Linked DNA regions of Sus scrofa: region 2 is linked to region 1. The links are chromatin contacts, called in public promoter capture Hi-C maps. All regions are on one chromosome and are shown on one strand. The core of a region is the stretch at or near the end of the contact, and the rest is flanking DNA. Distances in the headings are between cores, read along the strand shown.

Evidence for each region. Promoter capture Hi-C pulls out the DNA fragments that hold promoters and counts their contacts.
Region 2: a promoter capture Hi-C map of liver shows a contact between it and region 1, with 7 times the contacts expected there. The contact joins the enhancer-like site here to the promoter of GFM1 in region 1. A contact is called at or near these places in 2 of 5 promoter capture datasets (fetal liver and liver), 13 of 47 Hi-C or Micro-C datasets (alveolar macrophages, blood, embryonic fibroblasts and 7 more) and 1 of 2 datasets of contacts at active chromatin or transcription factors (alveolar macrophages).

The regions. Positions count from the first base shown.
Region 1 is chr13:98,408,587-98,414,766 of Sscrofa11.1, reverse strand. GFM1 (elongation factor G, mitochondrial) reads right to left here and starts at 3,635. Exons shown (of 18, transcript XM_003358643.4): 1 at 3,393-3,635; 2 at 2,055-2,207; 3 at 1,096-1,228; 4 at 197-401. The coding sequence starts at 3,485.
Region 2 is chr13:98,573,740-98,579,919 of Sscrofa11.1, reverse strand. No RefSeq gene overlaps it. Among named protein-coding and RNA genes, the nearest start is that of MFSD1, 16 kb to the left of the region's middle. Within about 2 kb of position 2,414, at least 8 of the 83 cell types and tissues checked have an H3K27ac peak or open chromatin away from gene starts, as enhancers often do. A contact at or near this core is called in alveolar macrophages, liver and retroperitoneal adipose tissue, where this site is marked.

The DNA of each region.
Region 1 (6,180 bases), core at 2,386-4,885:
CCCCTGAGCAAGGCCAGGGATTGAACCTGAAACCTCATGGTTCCTAGTCGGATTTGTTTCCACTACGCCACGACAGGAATTCCATCACATAGATGGATTTTAAAAAAGAAAAGGATAAATCCTAATGACACTGAATTAACTGTCCTTCTGGATATGGTTGTTATTCAGATCAATGCCCTGCTGTAAGGTTCATTACCTCATTTGCTGCAGGGCCCTGGTTGGGTTGGAGCCCATTCGGTCCAGTTTGTTAATGAAAGTTAGAAATGGAACACTGTAGCGCTGCATCTGACGATTAACAGTCATGGTCTGGCACTGCACCCCTCCGACTGCACAGAGAACAAGGATCGCACCATCCAGCACTCTCAGGGCTCTTTCAACTTCTATGGTGAAGTCCACGTGCCCTAAATGAGACAGAGAGGTGTGAGAGGGTCTTTAAAAACAGTGTGGGAGTTCCCATCATGGCTTAGCAGAAATGGACTGGTAACCATGAGGACGCAGGTTTGATCCCTGGCCTCACTCAGTGGGTTCAGGATCCGGTGTTGCCATGAGCTGTGGTTTAGGTTGCAGACATGGCTCACATCTGGCATTGCTGTGGCTGTGGCGTAGGCCAGTAGCTACAGCTCTGATTTGACCCCTAGCCTAGGAATCTCCATATGCCGAGGGTGTGGCCCTAAAAAGACAAAACAAAACAGTGTGAAGTTTTACAACATGCACAAGTAAATGTTTTTCTATCTCTGATCATTACATAAGTCTTCTAATTAAAATATGGATTCCTTAAACCACCAATATTATTTATTTACCATAAAGTCCAGGAGACCCACAAAATCATTTCAAAAAGATACTAGAGCATGGGCATCCTTGGAATCAGCTGCAACATGTAAAAGGTAAGACCCTTCCTAGTCACAATTTGCACTATTTTTCAAAGAAACCCCTTAAGGATAAAGTACTCTAGATCCCAAGTCAGATTTCTCTAATAATAAATTCATAGTCACACTTTTGAGTATTATTTAATACTCAAAATAAGCTCAATCATAGTAAAGAACTAAATGTGCCATTGCCAAAACAAGCCACAATGAAACCAAGAACTCAACTCACCAGGAGTATCTATAATGTTGATATTAACATCTTTCCACAAGGTATAGGTGGCCGCTGACTGAATAGTGATTCCTCTTTGTCTCTCTAGTTCCATGGAATCCATGACAGCACCAACTCCATCTTTACCTTTCACCTAAACACAAGCACAGCAATTCAGACTTCTCTGTCTCTGCATTCCAAGAAGGAAAGAAATCTTTACAGATGGAACCAGAACACAAATGGTTAATTGATGCAGTTTTCAGCGAAACCTAATTGTCAAACTATATCATCTCATGAAACAAAACTGATTACAGGTTTTGCCCTAAGCCTTTTTTCATTGTTGTTTTCAGCAGCTGCTACCACGGAGCAATCACCTGGAGCCACCCTTCCTCCTGCTACACTGTTCCTGCCCACAAGCCTGTATTAGTCTGTGAGCAGATGTTCAGAGAACAGATTTTTCTCTGCTGTACTACTTGTGGATTTTGAGGCCTGGGTGAGAAGGATTTTCTCCGCCCGCTCTTATGGCCATACTTACAGCCTACGAAGTTCCCAAGCTGAGGCCTACACACAGCCATGGCAACGCTGGATTTGGGCCATATTTGTGACCTACACTGCAGCCTGTGGCAATGCCAGATCCTTAACCCACTGAGTGAGGCCAGGGTTCAAACCTGCATCCTCATGGAGACATCAGGTCCTTAACCCACTGAGCCACAATGGGAACTCTACATGCTTTTAAATGTTACAGAGACGTTTATATTGTTAAATGGGAAAAAAGGTTTAAAATGATTGCCATGGCTGTGGTGTAGGCTCCAGCTGCAGCTCTGATTTGACATCTGGCCCTGGGCACTTCCGTATGCTGCAGGTGCAGCCGTAAAAATTTTAAAAAAGCATATAAACATCATGTTAATAGCTACTTTAGGGTAGTACATATCAACTTAACATTCTTAAAACTAATCTGGAATCTACCATGAACCACATACCTCATGCATTTTTGCAATTCTACCAGTGTAGTAAAGCACTCGTTCTGTTAATGTAGTTTTCCCAGAATCAATGTGAGCTGAGATTCCAATATTTCGTATCTTTTCATTAGGAATCACCCCTGATGAACACCATCGGCAGATCTTCCAATTAGCCTGAAAAAAATGAGAACTCAATTCAATGCACTTTTTATGATCTAACAGTGGACAATTAGGGTTCAGTGGACATCCTTCCTCCAAGAAAATTCAATGGACACAAAACTTCATATGAGATAGCCTGAAAAGGCAAAAGAGGGAATGTCTCAACCTGCAATTCCTATAATCAAAGAGACTGCAAGAGATGGCAGAAAAGACATATAAAATAAAATAAAAAGGGACCGATAATTTTACCAAATGGCACAGATTTGAAAGTATATACCGGCGCTGATAAAATCAGAAAGATGGTTCCCAACAACTGCTTTAATAGGAAATACAGTTTTCACTTTAAATTTTACTTTGATTTTTTCCCCCTTCCTCCTTAAAATAGTTTCAGAGCTAGCAAAGATGTTTGGACTTATACGCTCTATGCAGCGGTGCCAATAGGTTCAAGCGGCCCACAAAAAGTTTCCGATTCCTTCTATCGCCTAAAAATTAATGACATAAAACAATAACTTTAATTTACCATGGTGGTGAGGGTCCAGCCTTTTATGAAATCAAGACACAATATAAACCTCTCCCTACAGGAGTGAACATCCAAAATGCACTGCAGCCACTTCTGGGAGAAGGGAAGCAGAAGAACTTGAAAAGGTGGGTAAAATATTAAATGGAAACTAGCTTCATTGATTAAATCCCAGGAATACCAGCAAGCAAAGCGAAGGTGGTTTGCATGACAGGAAAGGCTCAACTCCTACCTAACACTATTCCACTTTGCGCCCCATCTCCACACCCCCACAAAAGGCAGACATATAATTAAAGAAAAGTCCTGGGAAGGTCGGTTGAAAGAGGGAGCAGGGAGCCCCGCCGACACTGTAGTGAAAAAAGCACTGGATAATGAGTCAAAAGCCCTGAGTTCAAGCCCAGGACACACTAATTTTTCAGTTGTCTTGACCTTCACTTCAGTCACCTCTTCTAAGTATACCAATAATAAGAGGCGTAACCATGAATTGGAGGCCCGCCCAACCTCCCAGGATACCAAGACGTTGCTCAGAAATAACCAAAGGCTGTGCAGATACCGAGGGGCTTTTCAGCACTGAGGTCAACAGCTAGCATTCGGAGATGCCAGGGAGGGAAGGGGTGTCATTTCCTCTCCAGCCCCGGAGGCACTGCAAAGTCCTGGGGACAGTCCCTGGTTCCCTGTCGCACCTGCTTCCCCGGCCAGCCGAGGGCAGCGGGGATCCGCGGGAGCGGCCCGCGCCCCACGGCCGCGGCGGCGGCGGCGGCTCCCAGCAGCCTCATGGCGAGCGTAGAATAGACGCGAAAGTCCCACAGCGCCCGGTGTACCCAGCAACCTGCACCACTGCCAGAAGCGTTCAAAGTCACGCCGGCAGTCAGTGCTGGAAGAGCACTTCCGGGGAGAAGCAGGCAAAGGAGGGGAGAAAAAAAAGAAAGAGAGAGAGGCTTCCGGATCTCAGAACTGAGCAGCACCCTCCGCTGCCCGCACGCCCTCTGCCGACTTGGAAGAGAAAGTGCAGCCACTTTGCGGAGCTAAGCACGCTTTTCGCATGTTCCCGGAAAGCGGCGGCCTTTAAACGTGGTTCTTTTGCCTCTACAGCAACGGGAAGAAAGGTTTAAAATAGTTCTTAAGGTTTTTTTTAAAAAAGAAAAATTGTTACATATGCTACTTCAACAAATGTGAACAAATACTCTATAGGACATGACTTGCAAAGAAGGTAAAAAAAAATAATGAACTATCCACAAATGTTTTTCTCTTTTCAAAATGTTCCATCTTTGGTTAATGTTAAGTACCTATATATATGTCCAGTACCTATACATTATATGTCCTGTCTCTATAGAAGACAGCATCCTTGACGATTCCACTTGGATCTCTTAGAGGCATCTCGAAATTATTATGTCCAAAAACGAGCTAATGACCTTCCACTGAATCCTCCCAAGATCTTCATCTGATAAACAGGAATTCCGTTCTTCTGGTTGCCCAGACCAAAAACGTCACCTTTTGACACCACTCTTCAACTTTTCTGGTTTTGTTTCCACATGCTACGGGCACTACATTCAAAGATAGATTCAGAACCCGCAGCTTCTCCCCACCTCTCAAAGCATTGCTGTTTTCTCACGGAATTTACTCTAACAGCCTGACTGATCTTACTGCTGCTGCCCTGCGGCTTCTCAGCCTATTCCCAATAGAAAAACTGAAGGGATCGTTTTAAGCTATACCCTTTGCCCTCTGAAATCACTCATAACAGTGATTTGCTGTTATCTCTACTTTTGTATAGGTTTGAAGTTTTTCATAACTAAGTTTTTAAAAATTCCTTTTAAATTTTAAATAACTAAATTTTAAAAATTTAAAAATAAGGTTAAGAATAAACAAGACCTTGTTTGAGCAGCTATGCCATTGCAGCCCTATTTCACCTGCTGTTCTCCTCCAGACTCATTGGCCTTCTTGCTGATCCTCACATGACCAAGAGCCTTTGCTCTCCTGTAGATAAGGGCATGACTCTTTCCCATATTTTCTTCTTGGTGTTCAAATATCATCTATCACTGAGGTGTTTGCTCCTTTTAAAACAGCAAGCTCTTCCCTATGTTTGCATACTATTTCATTTTCCTTCAGAGGGCTTCTTAGATTTATCCAGACGTGTTAACACAGTTGTCTATCGCCACCTCCCCTTCCCCGCATGTGGAAGTTCCCGGCCCCATAGCCAAACTGCACTATAACAACCGCTGAGGCGCGCTGCAGTGGCAACACCGCATCCGTAACTTGCTGTGCAACAAGAAAATTCCAAGGCAGCTATTGCCTGGCTCTTCCAAGAAGAATGTGAGTGCCATAAGGACAGTGATTTGGTTTTTTAAAACTGCTATACCCCTTGCTGTGCTAGGTGCTCAATAAATATTTGTTAAAGAATGAATAAAATCAAATAAATAAAAATCAGAGTAAATTACAGGAGACTAGAAGAGAAAAATCGGAGAGTCAATAATGAATTTCGAACTTTTTGTATATTATCCATGTATTAATTTGTAGTAAAGGTCTACTTTGACGAATAAATCCATTTATGTCAAATACACTTTTAAGTAAACTTTTTCATTTCTAGGGTTTCAAAAATTTAGTCTCTATAAGCCTTTGCAAGTATTTAAAATATATAAATTAAATCATAATTATGTTAATGGTAATAAAATTAAGGTTTTATTTTAATTTTAAGCTATAATTATATTAAATAAATAAAAAGTGTATCTACTACTTCTGAAATTACTTTTTGAAATTACCACTTTAATAAAACTTCCTTAAGTGAGAATTCATACTCATTATCCTGTGTGTATGTATCTTCATACGTCCCTGTAATTATTATGAGTGTATTCTTAATTATTTTTATTAATCACCCCTGTAACCAAAGTAATAAACTTTTGTTTTCTCCACAGAGAAAACTGGAGGACAAAAAACCAAGAAGTGTCTAGCTAAATTGAGTACACATTATAAATTACTTCTGTTAAGTTTTAAAGTGGCAAAATAACACAAACATCATTCAAAGCAGGTGCACATTCAGTTAATTCAGTCATTCTATAATGTATAAGAATAAAGATAGGGAGTTCCTGATGTGATGAAGTGAGTTAAGAATTCCACTGCAGCAGCTCAGGTCACTGTGGAGACATGGGTTTGCTCTCTGGCCCACACAGTGGGCAAGGATCCAACATTGCTGCAGCTGTGGCTCAGATTCATTCCCGGACCCATGAACTTCCATTATGTCACAGGTGCAAAGCCAGAAAAAATAAAATAAAAATGTAAACTGTCTTTAATGACCAAAACTTTGTATCTTTTTTTTTTCCTTAGAAATTGTCCAAGTATCCAAGGAATAAGTTAAAATTTTCTAAGGTCTTGAAAAGTAAACTGAAGATCTGAAAAATTAGTTTTATCTAACACATTGTGCTTATAATAGTATTATAATTCTGTAAGATCAAAACATCTTTAAAAGACATTTGTATT
Region 2 (6,180 bases), core at 1,165-3,664, 170 kb before region 1:
GCCTGGGAACCTCCATATGCCGCGGGAGCGGTCCTAGAAATAGCAACAACAACAACAACAACAACAAAAAGACAAAAAAGACAAAAAATAAATAAATAAATTAAAAAAAAAAAAAAAAGTTCCAAGAATCTTGGAGTTCCTGTCGTGGCACAATGGAAATGAATCCAACTAGGAACTATGAGGTTGTGGGTTCGATCCCTAACTTTGCTCAGTGGGATAAGGATCTGGCATTGCCATGAGCTGTGGTGTAGATCGCAGACATGGCTTGATCTGGCTCTGGCATAGGCCAGTGGCAACAGCTCCAATTAGACGCCTAGCCTGGGAACCTCCATGTGCCACAGGTACAGCCCTAAAAAGACAAAAAAAGAAAAAAGGTTCTAAGAATCTTAATAAAGACCACAGAACATTAGTTGGAAAGCCCAACTCCCCATTCTGGAAGAAGTTTAATATTCAGTAAACATAACCATGATTAATAAAATTGACAAGAAATAATATACATTTAAGTGCTGAGCAGTTAAATCCCTCCAGGTGACAGCCCTTAGCTTAGTGTGGCTGAGAGATCATCTCCTTTCTGAATCTCTCTCCACTCTGGGGAAGACCTGCCACACATTGTCGCTTGCAGGCTTGGTCCTGTTTGGATCTCACAACCTTTGTGCCAGTTGCCAGGCTGTGTGGAGTTCTTGCTTATGCTCTTGTTCCAGGGTCACCTGAAATGCAGTCTTCGGGAGGAAGTTCTCAGGAGTGTCCTCTTCCTTCCGTTGTGCTTGCTAAGCATTCGTTGTTCATCACGTGTGACCACAGGACTGGCTGTCTCACTGTGCTCGTGAGGCTCTGTGGCTTTTGGGTGTTTTTCTTTTGAGCATTGTTAATTTACTGGCCATGGACTCTGTTCTCCCCATCAGGGGTTTTGGAGGAAAGGGATTTCAAATCTGCTTTGTAAATGTTGGGCTTTTTTAAAAAGGAATAATTAAACTGTATGGATAGTAGAGGGTGACAGTGAACTTAGAAGAGTTACCACTTTATCACCTTCCATTCCTTCAGCAAGAATTTCACTAATTTAGGAGTCAAACATATAAATCACTCACAACTATTTGAGAGGAATAGTATTTTACCTAGAATTTCAGAAAATTTTGCAAAATCTGAAATTGAAAATTGCTAAGGAGTTCTCACCATGGCACAATGGGTTAGGATCTGGCATTGCCACAGTTGTGGTGTAGGTAGCAGCTAAGGTTCATATTCAATCCCTGGCCCAGGAAATTCCATATGTCATGGGTACAGCAAAAAAAGAAAAAGAAAAAAAAAAGGAAGAAAGAAAGAGAAAATTGACTAAGAGTTCCTGAAAAATCTATTGCCATTTTAGTCTGCTAATGCATTGTAATGAGCAGGTTGAAGCAATCTGGGCATTCTTTTTCTTCTAATAAATACCTATCTGCCAACTAATTGTATATATGTAACAATAGTTCCCATTGTGGTGCAGCGGAAACGAATCCAACTAGTGACCATGAGGTTGCGGGTTTGATCTCTGGCCTCACTCAGTGTGGGTTAAGGATCTGCTGTTGCCAAGAGCTGTGGTGTAGGTCGCAGACATGGCTTCGATCCCGAGTTGCTGTGGCTGTGGTGTAGGCCAGTAGCTGTAGATCCACTGGTCCCCTAGCCTGGAAACCTCCATATGCCGTGGGTGCAGCTCTAAAAAGCAAAAAAAAAAAAAAAAAAAAAGAAAAAGAAAAGAAAAAGTTTACACTGTTGTGTGCCTACCATTTGCCAGGCAGTTTTAAGCACTTTCCTTGTACTATTAGACATAATCCTCATAGCAACTCACTCTGTAAAGGTAGGTACTTTTTTTCCTAGTATGCAAATAGGAAATGGCAGAATGAGGAAACTGTAAGCAAGCCAAAGAGTTCTGGAGAAAATAGGAACTATATCGAGAGTAGGCAGAGTGAGTCAGCCCCACTGGACCCACACAATACCCAGACAAAGAGAGTATCCCTCAGTGTGTAGCCTGATGGCAGATCATCTCGATGCCCCTTCTGTGGAAGAAGAAGGCTTCCATTGACCTACTCATTAGACTGAGCTAGTAAAGAGGAAAAGCAAGAAACAGTAAATCCAGGCAGGGCTTCCTGTGCCTGTGACTTGTGGGCAGAGAGGGGAAAAAGGACTGTTTCTCTATGTTGAATAGATAAGACAACCTCTCCCTGGTGCTCCTGGTGCCCTGGGCTAGGCTTCAGCTTCTGATGACCTCTCCTGGGAGGCAAGGGCTCCCTGCTGGGAATGGGTCACAAATAATTCATTCTCCCTGTGTCCACAGGGAAGGCAGTGGGAAGCTTGGGAAAGACTGAGCAATAGCCCTACTTCATGTCTCATTTCATGCCTTTTAGGGCCTGTGGCAGAAATGCCTCACCACATCCTCCTGCAGGCACATAGCATTTCTACACGCATGAGCCCAACTTCCAGCTGTAGCTCTTTGCTTCAGGGCTGGCTATGGGCACCAGAGCCCATGGGTCCTGTGCACAGGGTAGGCTGGAAGTTCCAGACAGTTAATATGAGCTGGAGAGTTGGTGAATAAATATCACATCCCCCTTGGAACATAAATATCACGTCCCCCTGAAACACATGTTGCACACTTATTTTAAATTCCACAGAAGAATTTTGTGCACTCTGGTGACTTATTTCATAATATATTCCTTTAAGGCCCTCGTCCTTTTCCTTCTCAGTGTCTCCTGGGATCACCTCCTTTATTGGGGTCTCCAAGATCACCCCCAGTTTCAGTGACTATGTAGGAGGACTCACAACTCAGCATTTAGTTATACTCGTGGTTATGACTGATTACAGCTAGAGGTCACAAAGCAAACTCAGCAGAGTGCACGGGGTAAAGTCCAAAGGACCAGGAACAAGCTTCCAAGAGTTCCCAGTAAATCACATGAGATGTGCTTAATTCCCCAAAGCCGCAAGTGGTGACAGCATATGTGAAATGTTGTCTGCCAGGGAGACGAATCCACACCCAATGTCTTTCATGAGAGGTAGTCACAGAGACACCTTCTGCCTGGCATAGGATATGTGCCCAAATCCCAGGCTCATAAAAGGAAAGCAGATATTTAGCGCAAAAAGCATTATTTGCATACAGCTTAGGTACAGTGAGCCATTCTTGTAAGAGTTTTGGGTCCCTCCCCAAATCCAAGTTCTCAGATGCCAGCCAACGGCCTCAGGGTAGCAGACCCAGGGCTGCCTGTTAATGCTTTTCTCCACCCCTCAGATCCCTGTGTCACGGTACCCTTAACCCAACCTAAGCCTGGAGCATGTCTACCTCTGGGGGTTCTGTCAGGAACTGTATCATAAACTCAGCATGTTTTTATTTATTTATTTATTTTTAGGGGCCCACCTGTGACATATGAGGTTCCCAGGCTAGAGGTCAAATCAGAGCTGTAACTGTTGGCCTACATCACAGTCATAGCAGCCCAGGATCCGAGCCATGTCTGGGGCTCACAGCAGCGCCAGATCCTTTAACCCACTGAGCAAGGCCAGGGATCAAACCTGTGTTCTCACGGATGCTGGTCAGATTCGTTTCCACTGAGCCACGATGGGAAACCCCTTAATGTTTCACTCTTTTTCACAGTGCTTTGGATTCATATAAAATAATATTAGGGAGTTCCTGTTGTGGCTCTTTGGGTTAAGAACTCAACTAGTATCCTTGAGGATGCTGTTTTGATCCCTGGCCTCACTCAGTGGGTTAGGGATCTGGCATTACTGCAAGGTGCAGTGTAGTTCACAGATGCAGCTCGGATTTGCTGTTGCTGTGGCTGTGGTGTAGGCCTGCAGCTGCAGCTCCAGTTCTACCCCTAGCCTGGGAATTTCCATATGCCATAGGTGTGGCCCTAAAAAAGAAAAGAAAAATATTATATAAACCAAAAAGAACTGAATGTATGGTACAATGACTGGATCCTTGTTCTGAGAAGTAGAGATCTTAATTCTTTGTAAAAACATTCTAATCCTTGTGTGCCTTACTTAAAGACTGGCTCACATCAGTGGGTTTCAGTAGATTATCACCAGTCACTCCTTATTAATTCTTGTTTTGGTCCATTCACACTGCCAAAACAAAGTGCCATAAACTGAGTAGCTTACCAATGACAGAAATATGTTTCTCACAGTTCCGGAGGCTGGCAAGTCCAGGATCAGGATGCTGGCAAGGCATTATTTGGTGAGAGTCTGCTTCCTGTTTCTTTTCACTCTGCCCTTATGCGGCAAAAGGGGGTGGGGGAGCTCTCTGGCTTCTCTTTTTTAAGAGCACAAATCCCACCTCCCAAAGGTGCCACCTTCTAATACCATCACATTGGGGATTGAGTTTTAACATTGAATTTTAGGGGAAAGTAGATATTCAGTCTGTAGTAATTCCCTGCCTCCATAAACCCCACAGCTCTTTGATTTGATCTAAAATTTTTAATCACTTTTATTGAGGTATAATTTACATTCCTGTCAATTTAAAATGCATACTTTGTCATAGTACAAGTGACTCATGTTGAATGTATACCATTATGTAACCACCGCTCAAATCAAAACAAAATAGATGTCACCCTGAAAAGTTCCTTCACGGCCCATTACAATTAATCCTTTACACCTACTCCTCTCTACTACTCTGGTTCCTTTCATTATAGTTTGCCTTCTCTAGATCTTTATGTAAATAGAATCATAGAGAATACAGTTGGCGTTGTTTTTCTTCTTTCACTTGGCATAAGCCATTTGAGATTCATCCATATCGTTGGGCACACCAGTACTTTATTCCTTTTTATTGCCAGGCAATATTCCGTTGGAGGGATAGAGAATTACTATACAGTTACCTGTTGATGAACCTTGAGTTCCTTTCAGTTTGGACTCTTATGAATAAAATTGCTAAGGACAATCATGCATAATTCTTTGTAAAAACATGTTTTTATTTCTCTTGTGAATACCAATGAGTAGGATTACTCAACTGAATAATAAGCACATACTTAAGTTTTTAAGAAACTGCCACACTATGCAAACTGGCTGCGCCCTTTTACATTTCTGACGGAAATGTATGAGAGATCCAGGAACACCATGTGCTCATGGACACTGTATACTTTCAAGTTTTGTTCTGTAGTTTTAGCCATTCTAATGGATGTGTAGTACTATCTTTTGGTAGTTTTTCTTTCTATTTTGCTTATGACTAATGATGTTGATTGAAACACAGCTTTTCATGTGTTTAACATTCACCTCCCTTCTTCAGTGAATTGTCTATTCACATCTTTTCCCGATCTTAAAAAAAATTGAATTGTTGGAGTCCCACTGTGGCATAGCAGGTTAAGGATCCAGTGTTGCCACAGCTGTAGCATAGGTTGAAGCTGTGACTTGTATTTGATCCCAGGTCTGAGAACTTCCATATGCTGCAAGTGCAGCAGAAAAAAAAAAAAGGAAAAAAAGAGTTGTTTGTATTCTCAATATTTAATTGTAAAAGTTTTTTATGTATTTGGAATATAAGTCCTTTAATAAGATTATATTTTGCAAATAATGTTTTCCAGTGTGTGGCTTACATTTTTTTTCTTTTTTCTTTTTTGTCTTTTTAGGGCCGTACCAGCAGCATATGGAGGTTCCCAGGCTAGGGGTCCAACTGGAGCTATAGCCCCTGGCCTACACCACAGTCACAGCAACTGCCAGATCCAAGCCATGTCTGTGACCTGTACCATAGTTTATGGCAATGCTGTGATATCGGGCCAGAGATCGAACCTGCATCCTCATGGATAACAGTCAGGTTCATTTCCGCTGTGCCATGATAGGAACTCCGCATATTTATTTTCTTAATGAAGTCCTCTTTCTTTTTTAATGGCCACACCTGCAGCATATGAAAGTTCCCAGGCTAAAATCAGAGCTGCAGCTGCCAGCCTACACCACAGCCACAGCAGCACCAGATCAGAGCTGCATCTGGGACCTATGCTGCAGCTTGCAGAACACCAGATCATTACCCACTGAGCAAGGTCAGGGATCAAACCTACATCCTCTGAGACTACATCAGGTTCTTAAACCACTGAGCCACAATGCGAATTCCTTAATGAAGTCTTTTTAAATAGCTTTATTGAGGTACAGCTCACATACAATACAGTTCAACCATGGGCATCTATCCGGACAAAGCTCTACTTAAAAGAGACACATGCACCCGCATGTTCATTGCAGCAC